Regions from separate parts of the Mus musculus genome. Here region 2 is linked to region 1. A link is a contact called in public promoter capture Hi-C data. All regions are on one chromosome and are shown on one strand. Each heading gives the region's core, a stretch centred on a gene start, on an enhancer-like site or on the middle of the called end of the contact. The rest is flanking DNA. Distances are from core to core; before and after follow the strand shown.

The links. Promoter capture Hi-C pulls out the DNA fragments that hold promoters and counts their contacts.
Region 2: a contact with region 1 is called in a promoter capture Hi-C map of pre-B cells, with 5 times the contacts expected there. The contact joins the promoter of Lrrc28 here to the promoter of Tarsl2 in region 1. A contact is called at or near these places in 1 of 39 promoter capture datasets (pre-B cells), 1 of 484 Hi-C or Micro-C datasets (CD4 T cells) and 2 of 9 other capture datasets (adipose tissue and liver).

Annotation. Positions count from the first base shown.
Region 1 is chr7:65,643,151-65,646,392 of GRCm38.p6, forward strand. Tarsl2 (threonyl-tRNA synthetase-like 2) reads left to right here and starts at 1,748. Exons shown (of 19, transcript NM_172310.2): 1 at 1,748-2,064; 2 at 3,103-3,171. The coding sequence starts at 1,795.
Region 2 is chr7:67,643,537-67,647,069 of GRCm38.p6, forward strand. It overlaps Lrrc28 (leucine rich repeat containing 28), which reads right to left and starts at 1,700. Exons shown (of 10, transcript NM_175124.5): 1 at 1,642-1,700. It also overlaps a transcript of Ttc23 not described here.

The DNA.
Region 1 (3,242 bases), core at 498-2,997:
ATGTACACCACTGCACCCAGCTGTGCCTCTTCTTCCCACAGAAGAGGTCTTCAATTTCCACATGGAAGACAATGGCATCTCTTGCTGGGAGTGATCTGTGAATCTGATTAACTCCTCAGCTCCTTCCACCTATTCCCCAGAGTTACATTTATCCACCTGTCTGTCCACCTTGCTCACATTACCCAGACTCCATTTCTCAGAGTAATTTCTCACCCTTGAACTATCCCACCCCAAGATAAACCCTATTTTGGAACTCTTATTGCCTCCATTACCTAGATTACATCATGAGACATGTTTGACTAAATGCTACCCTCTGTGCCTTAGTTTCTGCATTATACATGGGTATAATGGTATCATCTCTTTTAATGAAGATTTAAGAAGTGACTATTTCCAAATCGCTTCGTTCATGTCTTGGCACATTCTAGGAACTTAAGAACAGTAAAAGCCAACTTTTGTTCTTGCCACAGGAAGCTTCTTGCTCATGGTTATAAGAGAAACAAAGTCATGTGTGAACTTATTACTGGAGTCTTTAGAGTCAAAGCCTGGCTTCTGGAAGTTTCAACGACATAAGCTCAGCTAACCCTCTGAAACATGCCAATTAAAATGACAGTTAACAATAAAAAGCAGAGAAAGGAGATTTATTCATTGTGGTTACAGTGGGAAGATGAACAGCTACAGGGGTTCAGCCACCTACCCCAAGCCCGTCATTGGGGTGCTAATATGAGGTTTAAGTTTAAGTAGAGGCCAGTGGTGGAGGTGTGGCTCCATCATCGGCTTAGTTCCAGTCTGTCCAGCAATTCCTAGGGCAACTCCTCCCCCAGGGGGCAGCAGGGCTTCAGCCCTTTCCTGCTCCAGGATGAGAGCTTAATTCTTTGCGGACCACTGTTTCCAAAGTCCGATAGCACAAATGTTTCTACTTAAAATAATCTTAAGACAGTTATAAACAGCATTTGCTCTAGACTCAAATAGTGAACAATGTTGTGCTGGCCAGGCTGAAGTTTTTGTAGTGCTCTTCTGTGTGTCCTTGCCAAGTGCCACTGTATTTGCACAGCCTTGGCATGAAGGTCTATTTTCAATGGCCGCTTTTCAGAACCTGTTTGCACAGTGTGGTGACTGCAAGAATTTAAGAGGGGAATGAAAGAAATCCATCAGGCTTTGCTAACGGTTTGGACAATCTGGTCAAGAGACGCACCTCCTCTGGGCTTCAATATCTCAAACTCCAGTTTCATTAGACTGAACACACTTCCAGTAGCACCTGGACATGCCTCCAAACGCTAAAGATGCCCATCCGGTGGTCCCACTCCTGCTGCCTAGGTCCAGAGCGTAGTTCTCAATCCTGCAGTGCACCCAACATTGGCCGTGTTCCTGCCCGTGCTCCCTGCCACACTCCCCTGCCCATTTTCCTTGTTTTATGAAGCATTGCTCAGCCGTCTCATCTTCCCCAGCGATGATGCCGCGCTGTCTCATCGCTTCTCCTCTGAAATGATGCCTACCCTTGCCCCTCCCATCACTCCTGCCCCGCCCTTCATTATCCTATAGCCCGCCCCTCTTCTTTGCCCATCGCCTGGCCTCTGCACAGTTGCCCCGATATGGCCCCGCCTCTTGCCCGTGCATCGCTCCGCCCCATGCAGGGATACCCAGCTCCAGCCCCGCCCCTCTTCCTCCATCGCCCCGCCCCATATAGTGATGCACCCCCACTTCACCCCGCCTCCCGAAGTCCTTCAGCTCCGCCCCGCCCCGTCTCCTTGTCACTCTGGCTGGGCTGGCGGGCTCAGGTGGCACAGGGAAGCTACCATGGCGGCCCAGGCCCTGGCGGCTCAGGCGGTGGCCTCGCGCCTGCAGCGGCAGGAGGAGGACATCCGCTGGCTGTGCGCGGAGGTGCAGCGCCTGAGGGACGAGCAGCTGCGCGGGCCCGAGCGGGGCCAAGCCGAGGGCCCGCGCCTGACACGCGAGGTGGCACAGCTCCAGGCGGAGAACCGCGACCTGCACCAGCGCCTGTGTGGCCTGCGGCTGCGCCTGGCGGAGCAGCGCCGCACCGAGGCCGGGCGAGCGGCGGCGCACGAGGTAACCGGCGGCCCAGGAGTACGCACTCAGCGGGTTCCAATTCTGCACCCGGGTGCGGACAGGGCTGCAGGGTGTGTCCCCGCCCGCGCCCTGCCCACTGCCCACGGCCTGGGGAACCGCTAGGTTTCCACCAACCTCCTAACTGACCAGCTGGTATAATTTCTCAGCTCTTCATTGGACAGACTGCAAACAACATTTTTTCCCTCCAGTAGCAGATCAAACTGAGGTGCATGCCTCTAATCCAGAACTCTGGAGGCTGAGGCAGGAGGATGGCTGAGAATTTAAGGCCCGCCTGGAGTAAATATTGAGAATCAGGTCGGCCAGGGCAATATGAGAAGACGCTGTCTCAAATAAAAACTTTTTAAAAGGCCGCTTCAGTGTTTAAGAGTCACAGTATCCTTGGAGAAGAGGACCTAACAGTTTCTATTCTCTCTGCTGGCTGGTTCTGTGCTATCTGAAGACAGGTTATTTTTACTGTCTTATTTTGGTGGTTTGCTTTGAGGCCTATATGTGATCTGTATATTTAACAGAAGTATTTGATTACAGTATTTTCATGTTTTAGAAGATTATTAAGTAACAAATTAGAAGAATTTTTTTTCTAAGTTCTAAAGGCTTTCTAAAACTGAGGGGTTTTTGGTTTTTGTTTTGTTTGTTTGTTTTGTTTTTGCTCTGGCAACATCTAATGAAATAGTGCAATGAATAAGAGTCTGGTGGCAGCCACAATTTCCAGTGACATTATTTGTTTAAAGTTTAGGGAAGAGTGACAGAGAGACACAGAGACTGTGTGTGTTGCAGGCTATGGGACCCATGGCCTTGTGAATACTGGGCAGTGCTCTATTACTGAGCTACACCCCCAGTTTTAATGTGCTCGGACAGATAGGGCTGAACTCTGAAACCAGATCCCTGAGGGTTATAAGTAGATCCTGGTTCCCACAGCCCAGCCGGGACTCTCCAACCATGGGCCCTGCCGTGAGCTCTCTGGGTTTCCTCCTTCCCCGGGTTTCTCATGTACTGCTCTTGCCTCCCATTATCTTTCAGCCTCCTACCCAAAACCAAGAGAAGGACACAAAGAAGAAGAGGCTGAAGCAGAGTGAGCCTGGCCGGGAGGTAAGTCGCTGCTGTAGAAATGGAATGTTCACTAGTAATCCTGGGTCTGCGGGACGTAGGGTAAGGACATA
Region 2 (3,533 bases), core at 450-2,949, 2.0 Mb after region 1:
ACGTATCAATCACAGCAATGGGCCTCTGAAAACACACTCATAATTGCACCTCTTCCTCTCAGGTACGTCTTACTAAACAAATCCTTTAGCAACTCCTTATTGAGAAAAGCAAAGCCTTACAAAGCTTCCTTGACCATCGGGCCCAACCTGCCTGTCCAGCTTCCTCTGTGGCATTCACCAAGTTCCTGACCTCTCTTAATCCCGGGAGCTACCAAACTTCTCCAAGAAGTTGCTGCTCTCCTCTTAGGCTGGAAATGCCTCTCTCGTCTTGCAGGTTTCAACATTAAACTCACCTCCCTATCCCAAACTATTTATTTCCTTGGCTCTCTCTCAGAGCAAGCCAGTTGTTCAGTTTTTACTATTTGTTTTATATTATATGTCTATAGATCTAGATAGATATGCACACCTGTTTACGGACAATTTAGATGAGAGTCTGTAAAACCCTAAATCCAGAGGAATGTTAGTTTCTTCATTTCTGCATGCCTGCATAATACAGTTTCTAAAATACTTTTAGCTTTCAAACAGCTAATAAGTGGATGAAATCAGAGTAACTGTTCCAAGGTTGATTTTTTTTAATCTACCCATTGAGATCACTCACAGACAATTTAAACTCGCTGTCATAAATATCTTATTCTTCACAGCCAAGCAGCACAGCAGACATTAATCCACTTTACAGATGAGGTACTTTGCTACAACCGAAATGCAGGTGGTCCTAACTCCAAAGTCTGGGCACCACCTTTCCTATAACGCAGCCTTTTACAATTATAAAATGTAGCCATTGTGTCATTCTTATAAAACAGCCAAAGATTACACACAAGAAAGTTTCCCTTTTGCAAACTAAAAAACCATATTCAAAATCTTCACTCCCTGTAGCCAGATGGCTCTCTCTGAATGTTCCACCTGGCACCGGTTACTTCAAAAGCATCATTAGGCTCTGCTGAAATGCATCTTCGTACAAACTCGGAAATTACGTGTATGCAAATGAAATCCAAAAGCTTCCAAAGATGAACGTACTCTTGGCTTCCCAATATGCACTCACTGGCAATACAGCCTTTTTAAGTTCTCCTGGCCCTTTCAAAACGTCACCCCCTGCCCACGGTTACTGTAAATAATGTAACGGGTATTGACTAGATACATTTGCTCCTTCAGTTTTCTGAAAGTCCAACACCAGTCTTCTCAGGAGAAACACAATAATCTCTCAAGTATATCCCCATTTTAAGTACAGGTATTTTAAAGAGTAGCCCATAACTGACTTCCCAGTACTTAATTTGACGGAATACACAAGCCGGCTCTCTAACACTGGAGATCAGAGACAAACTGCATACTACAAACATCTGTAAAAGGCTGTTTTCTCCAGGAGAAAAACTACCAGACGTCTTGGTTTTGCCCGAGTTAGTTCGAGTCTAAAGGTCGTAAGAATTCGGAAGCAGGGAGCCCAGGGGCAGGGACTCAGATGATGATACCGGGATACTCTGGTACCAGGGGCCATGGAGGACACGGCAGCGGTGGGGATCCAAGGCCGGACAACCCACTGTTCCTCTCCCAGAGGCCCAGGCGCTTCTGTGGCGACGGGGATGAAGCGTCCCCACGGGGAGTCGAGCCAGCGGCTTCGACCTGTGAGCCTGGAGACCGGACACTCACCTCGGCGCCCGCTGACCGGCACTCAGCGGCTCAGGCTGCGCTGGTAGGCAGTCTAAAAACACAGGGAGGGCGGGGCTACGGGGCGGAGCCTGCGGAGAGGCGGGCCTGGCTAACTGGAGTAGGGTTCGGGGAAGAAGGGGGCCAGGGCAACGAAACCTCGCGATAGTTCGCCTCAGTTCTCGCTGTCCTACAATAGGCGGGATGAGAGAGTCATTTTCAGAACCAGACGCTTATTGGCTGAGAGCGCGACTTCCTCTAGCGTCCTGGCTTCCGGCTCCGGCTTGGAGCTGGGTGTTCAGAAAGTGGGTGTACTGCGTTAGCGTTTAGGTGGGTTGTTTAGATGGCGCCAGCCTCAGCGTCTCCAGTCAGTTCTTTTAGTCACACATTCATTCCGCTGCCAACAGTCAAACTCGACGTCGAGCGATTAAATCCCTGGCATCGCCCTGTGTAGCCTTGCATCTGTTCGATCAGCCATTCCGGCTACTGTTCCACCGCCAGTCTGACTTAAACAGAAGCCGTCGGGCTTAGGTAACGCAAGTCAATGGAGTCAACAAGCAGAACTTAAGCACCGGATTTAATGTCTCCGAACGCTCACTGATCGCTGCCGAAGGTGGTGTCTACCTTTAGACAAGCGTGGCGCAGGCATGGTGCTGCACGCCTGAATCCCAGTGATCTGAAAGTGGAGACAGGAGTAAAGGCCAGCCTCAGCTACGTGAAGGCACTGCCTCGTAAATAAAAATTTAAAAAGAAACAGGCCCTAGTGTGAGAAATAACTGAGGACAATCACAATTTGGTGAAATAACCTGGCAGTTCCTGTATGGCTAAGTAGACGGTCGATGAATACCTTAAGACTAAAAACCCGATTGTTCTGATGCAGCAAGCCTCTGCTACTCTAAGGCTGAGGCTGTAGGTGAAACCAATCACAAGTATTTCAAAAAGAAAGGGTGCAGGTGCGTAGCTCAGTAGAGGCACTCAGGTCAAGCCCCAGTACCAGGGAAGAAAAGTGAACATTTTTTTAAATGCAGTGCACAGAGATGCAACAACTTTCGATCTTTAAAATTTCCTCTAAGACTTAACTCTATTGTTTGACGAAACCCATTATGTACATGAGGTGTCTCAAATCCATCCCCCGCCCCCCATTAGGACTTACCCTTTGGGGGTTGGAGAGATGGCCCAGGGGTTAAGAGCACTGACTCCTCTTTCAGAGGTCCTCAGTTCAATTTCCAGCAACCACATGGTGTCTCGCAACCATCTAATTAATCTGATGGACTCGGATGCCTTCTTCTGGGTTGTCTGAAGAGAGAGACAGTGTATGCACATACATAAAATAAATACATCTTTTTAAAAACAAACAGAAAACCTTATTCTTTGTCCTTTAAAAAAAATTGATGAGCTTTTGATCAGTCCTGGCTCGACAAAACAAAAACAAAAGGATGTTTGTTAATTTGCATAGGGGCTTCTTGTTAGGCATCCTTATTTTAACTATCCAGCCATCTATCTAATTATCTGTAAGTAAAAATAATATGACACTACAGGTAACTAAAGAATGCTGAGCTCAGGAGAAATAGTATTCCCCCAGGAAAAGCACATCAACTGATTAACCAATACCAAATGGCCAGCCCTGAAAACTCTCTCTCTCTCAACTAACAACAACAATTAAAGAAAAAAGAGGCCATGAATATGAAAGAGAGCAAAGGAGGGCTACATGGGAGGCTTGGTCAGAAGGGAAGAAAAGGGAAGCGATGTAATTATGATTTCAATATACATGTATATATAATACTAATAATTGGAGTTCACAAGAAAAGGAATAATAGAAAACATTTCTGGAGTCAGCTTCTTAGTTTTTGTCTTAATTTTGCACATTGAGGTCCAAATTTTGCTCATGAAAAGTG